Regions from separate parts of the Mus musculus genome. Here region 2 is linked to region 1. A link is a contact called in public HiChIP or PLAC-seq data. All regions are on one chromosome and are shown on one strand. The core of a region is the stretch at or near the end of the contact, and the rest is flanking DNA. Distances in the headings are between cores, read along the strand shown.

The links. HiChIP or PLAC-seq counts read pairs in DNA pulled down with a chosen protein or histone mark.
Region 2: a FOXA1 HiChIP or PLAC-seq map of pancreatic cancer cells shows a contact between it and region 1. The contact joins the enhancer-like site here to the promoter of Aspscr1 in region 1. A contact is called at or near these places in 4 of 39 promoter capture datasets (cranial neural crest, liver and maxillary cranial neural crest), 1 of 15 datasets of contacts at CTCF or cohesin (large pre-B cells), 13 of 484 Hi-C or Micro-C datasets (CD4 T cells, the G1E-ER4 cell line, Kupffer cells and 9 more), 10 of 115 datasets of contacts at active chromatin or transcription factors (the SCID.adh cell line, double positive thymocytes, embryonic stem cells and 6 more) and 4 of 9 other capture datasets (adipose tissue, embryonic stem cells, liver and 1 more).

The regions. Positions count from the first base shown.
Region 1 is chr11:120,670,653-120,676,707 of GRCm38.p6, reverse strand. It overlaps Aspscr1 (alveolar soft part sarcoma chromosome region, candidate 1 (human)), which reads right to left and starts at 3,735. Exons shown (of 16, transcript NM_026877.2): 1 at 3,538-3,735; 2 at 2,613-2,668. The coding sequence starts at 3,639.
Region 2 is chr11:120,515,763-120,521,685 of GRCm38.p6, reverse strand. No RefSeq gene overlaps it. Among named protein-coding and RNA genes, the nearest start is that of Gcgr, 12 kb to the left of the region's middle. Within about 2 kb of position 1,760, at least 111 of the 459 cell types and tissues checked have an H3K27ac peak or open chromatin away from gene starts, as enhancers often do. A contact at or near this core is called in Kupffer cells, the SCID.adh cell line, adipose tissue and 6 more, where this site is marked.

The DNA of each region.
Region 1 (6,055 bases), core at 2,486-4,985:
GAGTGAGTCCAGACCAGTCAGTCACATTAGCCGTCACCTCTCTGCTTAAGTCCTGAGGGGTTTATGTGCAGGAAGGCCTAAAGAGAGCTCAGTGCCTCCAACCACTAAAGAGAGATCAACGTAGCCCCTCCTCCCCACACCTGGAGGACAAGGCAAGCCTGAAAGCCCCTTGGCATCCTGAACAGTGAGGCTCCAAGGCTTGCAGGGGGTTTTAAACATCTGGTTTCTCAGAAACACTAAAGAAGCAAGAGATCTGGAGGTCAGTGAAGGCTCAAGCACATACAGGAAACAGCCTCCAAGATGTCTGCCCGTCAAGACAACTCAGCCCAGACTAGAGAGCTCAATGACACTTTAGGCCACACAAGGGCAGCCTTGGACCTTGATGCGTGGCTCCTGGCATCCCCTGATGGGCCAACAGGAAACCAATACCTGCCCCTTGGAAGAGAAGGGAAAGAGGCTCCCTCAGTGCCATCATCATCGAGGAGGGGGGGGGGAAATCACCCAGGGAAGGGCCAGTCTCTACCCAACAGCCTCCTCATCCTTGACCCCCTTAGGTCCCAAGACACTTTGGGAATGAGAACTATAGGGGCTACAGTTCACATGCCCAAGAAAAGCTCCACCCACAGCTCTGACAACACAAAACTTACTAGACATGCATGGGGGAGGACAACAGGAAACGACAGAACTAGACAGATAAATCTGTGATTTTTTTTTTTTTTTTTTTTGGTTTTTCGAGACAGGGTTTCTCTGTATAGCCCTGGCTGTCCTGGAACTCACTCTGTAGACCAGGCTGGCCTCGAACTCAGAAATCCGCCTGCCTCTGCCTCCCAAGTGCTGGGATTAAAGGCGTGCGTCACCACTGCCCGGCTGTGAATTTTTAATATATGGTCCATGGTCAACCACTTTGAATATACAAAGTGACTAGCCCAACATTATAAATGCAAGACACTGTTGGAAATAAGAGTTTTCTGGACAGGACCTGTTAATAAAGCCCAAGGGTGTTTAGAAGAGCTGACAATGAGCTAGGTACAGTGGCACACCCTTAATCTCAATACTTAGGAGGCATTGGCAGGAGGATCTCTGTGAGCTCAAAGTCAGCCTGGTCTAAACAATGCTTCCAGGCCAACCAGGCCTACATAGGTTCTCACAAAAGAAAAAGGAAAGAGGAAAATGGGGAGGAGAGGTGAGGAAGAGAGAGAGAGGGAGAAACTGAGAACAAGACCACCTCATCAGCTAGTTCTCATCGGCTGACAGGGATCAGCCATGGTTGATCCGAACCCTCAACATAGGTTCAAAACCAGCAAACTGCCATAGAAAATGCTAGTGGGAACCAGGACATCAGGCCTAAGAGCTGAGAACACTGGGTGGAGAGAAGAGGCCACTCTGTTTACAGCCAGGCACCAGCCAGGGCAATGGGAGCAGTTCTTAAACAAATTACAGTCAGTGGATGGAAAGGGAGACAAGGGCAGAGCTAATGTAGTGTTGTAGAGGAACTGGCTCAAATTATAGTCATTGCTCCAACCAGACACCATTACGTGGACCATGGGCAGGTTAACAGAACAGAGCTGGCACAAAGCTTTGTGGCAGGATATTGTTAGATGGCTTGGCCACTCAAGAGCACATGTTCTGGGATTCTTAGAAGACCAGAACGGGAGCCGGAGACTGGAATGGCCTGATATAGGTATCTTTTCCAAGAAACTTCTTCCTAGAAAGCCCACACGACAGCATGGGAAAGGCCAAGAGAGTGGGCTTCTTGTGTTAGGACAATGTTGTGAAAACATGTCTCCAAGAATAAAAGCTCTACTTAAGACAGAAACCTGCATCCCTCCTATGGCCTCAGACCCGAGGACCTGGTGGAGGACTGCTCTCTTTGTACTAACACCCTGACCCAGAGACCCAGACATGGGAGGACTACAGCAGCTGGGAGGCGAACAATCCCTTTACAGCTTTCTAGCCATTCCTTTGTCCTACCAGGAATTTACACAGACAGCCAAAACCCTGCATTTGTGGGTTTAGACAGTGCTCCCCAAAAGATACATCACTGTTCTTGCCCCTAAAACCTGTGAAAATGACCTTATTTGTCACAAGTATTTATGAATGTAGGTTAAGAGAGTAAATTAAATAAGGTCACCCTGGACTAACCAGAGGACCCTAAACCCAGTGACTTGTGTCTTCGGGCCGTTTGAAGATCAAGGCAGAAGTTGTACTGATGCAGTCACAAGCCAAGAAATACCAGGACAGCCAGAAGCTGAAAGAGATGAGTCCTCTTCCCTAGAATATTCTAGAGTATAGCCACAGGGGTGGGGGTGGGGTCTTTGATCCCAGCATTGTGGAGGCAGAGGCAGAAGGCTCTCTGTGAGTTTGAGACCAGCCTGGTCTACAAAGTGAAGTCCAGGACAGTCAGGGCTACACAGAGAATCTGGGGGCGGTTGGGGGGGGGGGGTGGCACAACCATACTCTGGGCACTTTGGACTTTGCCTTCAGAACTGGGCAAGGATAAACTTCTGTTGTATTAAAGTACCTATGGGGGCGCTTCTAAGGCAGAGATAGTATGTGTTGAGAAAAGGACCAGGTAGACTGAGAAGCCCACAGCTGAGTCCAAGCAAACTCACTTCAGGTCGTATTCACTGGGGTTGAAGTCTTGCCGCCGGCATGTGTCTTCTAGTACCTGTGGGACAAATGATCGGTAAAACCTACCTCAACTGATAGTAGGCGCACTGGCCAGCCCACCAAACATCTCACTCACCAGCTCCAAGCAAACTACATGCAAATCCTGTCTACTCTCTCCCCTCCTACTGGGGACCCATTATTGACTTAATCCTCCAACTATGGCCTAGCCTGTCCACCCCTGGTCCCATGTTCTAGGCTCTGCGAGGCCTCTAGCCACAAATAATAATCTGCCTTACTGAACTTTGTGTCCACGGCCACTCTGTGGCCCGGCAGTCTTTGTGCAACTGCTGCATGACCAGAACCCTCCTCTACATGAGCGCAGCTCCAAATGGAGGTCACTCTGTATGGCCCTGCCACAGATATGAATCGTGTACGCCTTTGTAACCTAACAACAGAGGTTTAATAAGCAGGTGTAATTCATACGAGGTCACAAACAGCAACAATCAAAAGCCGTGAGTGACTTAGCAAAATTCACTTCCGGGAACACAGGCCCTAGGGTCCGGAGGGACGCCCCTGAGCTGAGCAGGAAGGAACGCCACTCTTCCCGGTGACCGAGAAGGCTGGATTCGGACAAGCGCCGAAGATTCTGGGGCTCGCAAGGCTCGACCCTGTTAGTGGGGTCCACCCCACCGTGCTCAGCAAACGCGCCTCCAAGTATCCCGCCCCGCCCCCGGGACCCAGATCTAGAGGATGGGGCGGACAGCCGCGCGAAAGGCGCTCATTGGCTGCCTCAGGCCCCGCCCACCGGGACCCGGTCCCGCCCTACCGCCCTAGGAGCAACCGCAGGGGCGGGCCCTGATGCGGCGACCCCGGGCGGCCCGCGGGTCCACCCATCCGCCCGTTCCCCACCCGGGCCGGCGGCCGCACCTGCAGCAGCACGGTGCTCGGCGTCACCTTCACCGTGTGGCGCCGCCCGTTTGGGGCCAGCACCGACACCGCGGAGCCCCCGCCGCCCGCCGGGGCCGCCATCTTCCGCTCACGTGACCGCAGCCGGCTCGCCTCAAACAACTTTATCCGCAACAGCCCGGACGCACAGCCACGCGGTCTCGGGGGCGGGGCCAACTCGCTTCCGGGCCCGCCCCCGGCGCTCTGGCTCTGCTTTGCTATTAGGCAGCCTGATGGCGTCCCGACGGCGCGGACCAAAGGCACCTCCCTGGAAGGAGCACAGTTCTGTCAGGGACATTGTTTCTTCATCCGGAGGCACGTGTTCCTGGGAACCTCCAAGCTCTGGGGGCTGCCTGCAAGAAAGCTATGCTGCCTGGGGCCAGCCTGGGGCCCACAGCTACCTGTCTGTCACCAAGTACTGGGTATGCGCACACCAGAGTTAGCCTTTGTACCTACTCCGTTAAGTACTGATCCTGCCTCCCTTCTCAAGTGTTCCTGTGATCATCATCGTCACATGGCGACAACCTTTTAGAAAAATATTTTATTGAGACTGATGTGGTAATGCAAGCCTTTAATCCCAGTATGTTGGAGGCAAAAACAGATCCCTGAGTTCAAGACCAGCCTGGTCTACAGAGCAACAGTCTTCCAGGACAACCACGGCTACCCAGAGAAACCCTGTCTTGAAAAAATAACAACAACAATAATAATAAAGTTATATTTTATGTGTTTTTTTTTTATTGTGTGTCTGTGGAAGAGCAGGTACAGGCATGCTATGGTACCTGTGTGCATTGTCAGCGAACTTGCCTGTTCCCTCCTTCCACCTTGTGGGACTGAGGGATTCATTTGAGGTTACCAGGCTTGGTGGCACTTTTACTTGCTGAGCCATCTTGTTGACTTCAGGCCCTCTCTTAGCTTGTCACCATGACTTCAAGGAGAATGCTTTGCCTATGGTCCTTGGGATTGTTGTAAAAATCTCCAAATCTGACTGGAGAAGCTGGTATACAGCATCTGTGTCACACGTGTGTATTGACAAACATGGGGAAAAGAATGGGAAGAGTTTGCGTGTTCTATGCAACCTTAGACCCTCACTGTGCTGCCCACCTTCCCGGGTCCCCTTTGGTTTTCTTCCTTTCTTTTTTACACACTAGCATTTAAAACAAAACCTCACAAACCCTCAAGTCTGTTTTCTTTCAACTGTCCCACTGTTAGAATCCTCTGGCAGAACATTTAGAGAGGTGCAGTGAGAAAAATGGACAGCCATCAAGAGATACAGATTGTTCTGAAAGTGAGCATGTGAAATTTGACCATGGTCAGGCTCAAGTTAAAGTCGGAATCCTCCATAATCAAGGTCCCTCTTTCCTTGGGTAGTAAATTAGTCAGCTATAGGCTAATTCTTTAAGACTACAATGCCATGTTTTTTTTTTTTTCTTCCCACATTTATTATGCAACAGTTTTAACACCAATTGATGAATGAGTTTTTTTTATTTATTTCCTTGACAGTTGTCCGGGCTAGTTTTATGTCAACTTGACACAAGCTAGAGTCATCGGAAAGAAGGAAACCTCAAATGAGAAAATAACTCCACAAGATCTGGCTGTGGGGCATTTTTCTTAATTAGTGATTGATGTGGGAGGGCTCAGCCCATTGTGGGTGGTGCTATCTCTTGGTAGTGGTTCTGGGCAGTGGTGGCCCACGACTTTAATCCCAGCACTCCAGCGGCAGAGGCAGGCAGATTTCTGAGTTTGAGGCCAGCCTGGTCTACAGAGTGAGTTCCAGGACAGCCAGGGCTACACAGAGAAACCCTGTGTCAAAAACCAAAAAATAAAAAAAATAAAAAATAAATAAAAAAGAGAAAAAGAAACATCTCTCTTTAAAAAAAAATCATATATATTAAATTAATGTGAATTCTGGGGTTTTCTTCTTTTTTTCTTTTTTTTTAGATTTATTTATTTATTATATGTAAGTACACTGCAGCTGTCTTCAGACACACCAGAAGAGGGAGTCAGATCTTGTTACGGATGGTTGTGAGCCACCATGTGGTTGCTGGGACATGGATTTGAACTAAGGACCTTTGGAAGAGCAGTCGGGTGCTCTTACCTGCTGAGCCATCTCACCAGCCCTTCTTTTTTCTTTTTTTAGGTTTTCTTTTTTAATATTTTATATGTGGCCAGACAGTGGTGGTGCATGCCTTTAATCCCAGTACTTGGGAGGCAGAGACAGGCAGATTTCAGAGTTCCAGGACAGCCAGGGCTACACAGAGAAACCCGATCTCAAAAAAACAAAAACAAAAAAACATATATATATATATATATATGTGTGTGTGTGTGTGTGTGTGTGTGTGTGTGTGTGTGTATAATATGTGTGGAAGTTTTGCCTGCAAGCATGTCTGTATATCACATGCATTCCCTTGGTTCCAGTAGAGGCCAGAAGTAGGTATCAAATCCCTTGGAACTGGAGTTATAGATAGCTATGAGCTACCATGTGGGTGCTGGGACTTGAACC
Region 2 (5,923 bases), core at 511-3,010, 150 kb after region 1:
GTGCCCTCTGAGGCCAGAAGAGGGCGTCAGATCCCCTGCAGCTGGTGGTTGTGAGCCATCTGATGCTGGTCTTGAGAACTGAACCTGGATCTTCTACAAGAACAGCAAGGTTGTGCCAAAACTCCTTTTTTCTCAACACTGGGTAGTCTTACTGGGTGGTGGAAGCCTGCTTGTCCTACCACAGGCCTGGAGGGAGGTCTCTTGCCCCACAGCAGGTTGAATCCAGGCCTCTGACAACCTCCCTGGCCCCTCCAGTAGGCCTCTTCTCTGGCCAGAGCCAGCCCTATTAGCCAGAGACAGATTTAGAGTCTCCTTGGGGAAAATGTCCTCCCAGATGGCCCTTCAGCTGGGCAGAAACCCAGGCCCTGCTGGCCAACTGGCACCTGGGCTTCATCTGAAGAGAACGGGAGAGAGAGCTGGCACAACAGATGCCTCCCAGGCCTGCTCTTCCTCGTAGAGAAGGCACAGAGCTCCCTGACGCCTGGAGCCTGCAGCTTATCGTTCCTGGAAAGGCATGTCTGTGTGTGCACGCCTATGTCTGCTTGTGGTATTTGTATGTCCTCTGTGTCTGGGTGTGTTTGGGTGTGACTGTATGTCTTGGAACTGTTGAGTGACAGAGTGTGGTGGGCTGACCTGTGAGCCTCTTGACATGAGGGGCTGCTGTTCTCTAGAGGCCTGGGTGTGGGCAATGGGGCTAGAGGGGCTAAGTGTGGTTCAGGTAACTGGCCTGTGAAAGGCAGCAAGACTTTTTTATCCACATTCTGAAGCTAAACCGATACCCACTGCCTATCTCATGCTCAGCCATGCCGAACCCAGCTCTGAGGACATGCCTGAGCCTAAACATCCAGGAAGACCAAGAGAGAGGACCCAAAGCTTGTTGACTGCCTGGCAGAGTCTCCCCTCCCCCATGTAGGCAGCGCCTGGGACTCCTAGACTATCCCAGACACTGTCACTTCCTGAGATCGACCCAGCCTACGAGTCCCCGGGAGCAACTCCACCATCTCAGGTGCCCTGGGCCCAGGCACGAGGGACTCCCTTATTCTTAGCCCTGAAGTCCTCTCCGAGCTGGGCAGGTCAGGCTCGTCCTATGAGAGGTCAGTGGGAACGAAGAGAGCTCAGACAACTGACTCTTGCCTCAGAGCCCTCAGCTAAAGTGGGTGGGTAGTGGGGTCTGTCCTTCCTGTGCTGGACTGTCACAGCAGGAGGCAAGAGTCCCCACCTACGGGTCCCTAAAGGCCTAGAGGTGGTGGCGATCTGTCCAAAGCAGTCACAGGAAGTTCTGTTACAACTCTCAGAAAGTGGGGCGATACCAAGGAGTTGAAGCCCTCCATAGGCTCTCCCCGGAACCGATGTAAATTCACTGACAGTGACCTGCCCTGTGGGTGCTGGGATCTTTTTGGAGGCCACTAGGAGAGCAGTGAGTGCTCTCAAAGACAGAGTGTCTCTCCAGCCTCTAGACATCTCTGAATCCAATTAGGGTGATCATGAAAATGAACCATTGCTCTGTGCTAACTGCAACCCTAAAGGATTCTGTTGCTGTTCTTCAGAGCCCTTCCAGACCCCAACACTCGCTGCTGATGGGGTTGGGACAGCCACACAGCGACAGAGAATAAAGAACAGGGATATAAGTGATTTGTGGACACACATTCACAGCAGCCCGGCTCACAAGCGCTGGCAGTCCATGAAGCCCCAGTGTCCGTGGCTGGCGGGTGGTAAGCCCAGGAGTGTATGACATCATGAAGCATAATTGGCCTGAAGGGAGGGAGCCTGGAGCGGGCAGTCACAGACAGGAAGTAGAAGGGAGGTGGCCGGAGCCCACAGCGAGGTAGTGATGTTTCATGGGGACTGAGTTTCATTTGGTGAGAATTACTCAACAATGTGAATATGTTTAGGGCTGCACAACTGGAGATTTTGTCAGGGGTTTGTTTGCTTGAGGCAGGGTCTAAGTCAGGCAAAGACTTGATCCATCTACCCCAGACTTAATGACTGAGCCATCTCTCTAGCTTCTGGCTGATACTTTTTGTTTTGTTGAAACAAGGTCTCACTTTATAGACTAAGGTACCTTTAAAATTACAGCAATCCTCCTGCCGCAGCCTCTCAAGTGCTGGGATAACAGCTGTGAGCCATAATCCCACCTAGAAGTATAGGGTTTTGTTTTGTTTTGTTCTGTTTTGTTTTGTGACAGTAGCCCTGGCTATTCTGGAACTCAGTTTATAGAACAGACCAACCTTGAATTTACAGAGACTGGATTGCCTCTGCCTCCTGAGTGCTGGGATATGTCACCATGACTGGCTAGTTATTTTTTTGTAAGATATTTAAAACATAATATTTAGCCAGGTGTTAACGGCACACACCTTTAATCCCAGAACTTGGGAGGCAGAGGCAGGCAGATCTCTGAAATTAAGGCCAGTCTGCTCTACATAGTGAGTTCCAGGACAGCCAGGGCTATCCTGTCTTAGAAAATATAAGTGTGTGTGTGTGTGTATTATAATAGTTATATTAATTCTTTTCAGAATTTCATATAATCTATTTTGATTGTATTAATGTCCACTCCTTCCTCTATCTCCTCCCAGATCCACCCCCCTGGAAAACAATTTTTAATTACATGTGTTTATTTTTGTGTGTGGGTGTGAATGTGTGTCTTGTAGGAGTCAGTTCCCACCACGTGGGCACCTTTACACCTGCAATCTTATCGTGCTGACTCAATTAAAGTGTTTTTTTTTCCTGTATTTTGACACACAGTTAAGCAGTGTGTCTTAATGATAGTGACACTTCCTATCTTCCCTCCCCTCCCCAACACATCCCCCTCCTCCTTCATCCCTTCACTGAATCCAATCAGAGCTACATATGTGCACATAGGTACTCAGCCCTCCAGTGAAGCATGGGCAACCTGCCAACAGCCACACCCCAAGAATATCAACTCTCTTCACCCGTAGCCATAATAGAGCCCCAGTGAAGGGTGGGGCCTCTCTGATTTGTGAAGACCTTGTGCAGGCAGCCACAGCTGTCGTCGTGACCTCATAAGTGCAGCTTCTGTGCCTTGTTCAGAAGATGGCTGTTCACGGTGCTCCTCTGTCTCCGTCTTACATTCCTTTTGCCTTCTCTTCTGTCCGCTGAGCCTTGGAGGATGAAGGTTGGAGCTGTAGATGTTAGTTTTTGTGGGTGTGTGTGTAAAGCATAGAATGTGCACTTCCATGGTAACACACTCACCTGGCCTACACAGGGAACTGTGACACTGGCCATAGAAATGTATAGAAACACATCGCTAAACAGTATGAGGCTTCAGAAAAGTCTTGTTCAGAGCCGGGGCTCCCTACCTCAGGAGGAGTTCCAAGTTCCAAGTTGCACAAGAGTAGGCCAGTTGTAGTCACACACACTTCTGCTGACTCAATTAGGCTGGGAACTCCCAGGGACTATAAGGCAGGAGGGGGAAGTGGGTGGACCTAAGGAAGCCTAGCTGTGGGGGCCGAATGTGCAAACACAAGCTGTCCAACTGTCTCGCCAGCGATGGGGGTGGATCCAGGGAAATGTTCCCAGGAGGTTCCTCAGGCTCTGCTTCAGGCCTTGGAGGTGTTGGGAAGATCCTCAGGCGGGCTGCAGGCTGGAGACAGTGAGGCAGACAATGTTCTTCTGTATCACAGGATCTGTGATCAGACTGTGAAGAAAAAAAAAACCTTGTTGTGATGTAGCTCCCTGAGCCAGCAGGTTTTCACCCTGGTGTCTGGCTCCTGAGTCTTCTTTGGTAAAATTGAATGACTAGAGTTTTGGGGGGTTTTTTGTTTTTTGTTTTTTTAAAAACAACACTTCTTGGGACTGGCGAGATGGCTCAGTGGATAAGAGCATTGACTGCTCTCCTGAAGGTCCTGAGTTCAAATCCCAGCAACCACATGGTGGCTCACAACCACCCATAATGAGAGATCTGATGCCCTTTTCTGGTGCGTCTGAAGACAGCTACAGTGTACTTATTTATAATAATTAAAATATTTATAATATTGTATTACAATATGTATAATAATAAGATTATTATTATTATAATAAATCTTTGGGGCGGAGCAAGTGGGGCTGACCGCATCGAGTGAGGTTGACAGGAGCGAGCAGAGGTCCTAAATTCAATACCCAACAACCACATGAAGGCTCACAACCATCTGGACAGCTACAGTGTACTTATATACATAAAATAAATAAATAAATCTTTAAAAGGAAATCCCAACACTTGGGTGCTGTTGCTAGGACATCTCTGCCCTGGTCATCCCAAGGAAGGAATGTGGGCCACGGGAGACTGTGAGTAGGTATTCAGCCCCCTGGAAACACATAATAGGTCCGAATGGTGACCTGCACTGAAGAGACTCCGAGCTTTAACAGGAGGAGAGACAGGGCCTGCCATCCTGCTAATCCTGCCAGGAGTCTGAGTTGGTCCTTTGGGTGGGGGCTCTGAGCTTCACAGTGACCACGAGTGCAGGTGTGCCCTGAGACCTGGTCATGCACTGCAGCTGATACCAGCCATGGATGGCAGTGCATGCACATGATAGATGTTCTTAGTCCACTCAGAGTGAGTTCCAGGACAGCCAGGGCTACACAGAGAAACCCTGTCTTGAAAAACCAAAAAAAAAAAAAAAAAAAAAAAAAAAAGAGAGAGAGAGAGAAATAAATAAATAAATAAATAGGTGTGTGGGATCCACAGACCCTTCCGGGAAAAACTGCTAGATGCCCAGAGATGCAACGGTGAGGTGGGATCATGTGTGTGGGTGGACCGGGCAGGTAGACTAAGGCTCAACAGCCCCTTTTTTGCTTCAGATTCTCACTCTACTGCCCTCGGCATGCTACCTGAACTGGACGGTCACACCCCCAAAACAATTCCCTCTTTTCCACATTGCAGTCTGCTGAGATTCCTGTACCCCTGTCCACTGGTCCCAACGGGGGTCCCATGTCAGCCTCTGGAAGCCCTCAAGGGTGGCTGTTCAAGTTTGCTTTTCTGTCACTGTGATAAACACCATGACCAAAAGCAACTTCGGCAGTGAGGCTTTATTTCATTTTACAGATTGGAGACGTTCATGGAGGGAAGCCAAGACAGAAGGGGCTTCAGAAATGGCCTGGAGCAGAAGCCATGGAGAAGGGCTGCTTACTGGCTCACTCACCCACCCCAAGGTAGCTTCTTATACAGCCCAGCCTCACCTGCTCAAGGATGGACCACCCACAGTGGGTTGGACCTCCTAGCAGTCAGGAAAACAATACCACACAGGTTTGTCCACAGGCCATTCTGATGGAGGAAACACCCCGGTTGAGGGTCTTTCTTCCCAGGTGATACTAGTTTGTATCAAGTTTACAAAAACTAGCCAGCACAAAGGCCCCTCTGTCTTCTGCCTCCTCTCAGCCTAGAGTCACCCTGGTGCTCACACCAGACCCATCTGGTGTGGATGCTAGTGATGCCGGAGAAACCTACCCTAAACGTACATGAGGCCCCGTGCAGGTAACACTACACCCGGTCACCCATACACCATTCTAGATCCCAAAGGCAGACCTGGCCCACACTCCTGCTTTCTAGTCAGCCGATCCTCCTCTGGGTCTATATGCCTGAGAGGGTTCCCCCACTTTGGAGACCGCTGGAGCCCCAGCTGCCTAGAACTTACTATGTTCACATCCCCTGTTGCCCCAAAGGTTTGTCCTTTTGTATTTCCACACTGCTAAATGATCCCAACCAAACCCTGAAAACGCTTTGCCGACTTTCCGCCTGCCTACAGTGACAGGCTGTGTTCTGCCAGCGCAGGCTGAATGTTGAGTCCCCTCCTGGGGTTGGGCTCCTATTTCACCCTGGACCCTGGACTGCCACGTCCACTCTAGCTAGCATGGCACCTCTAGGAGTCCAGGCCGCACCCTTTCTTGGTCTACACCTCATCTACCCTGACCAGTCCCGGTTCCAATGAAG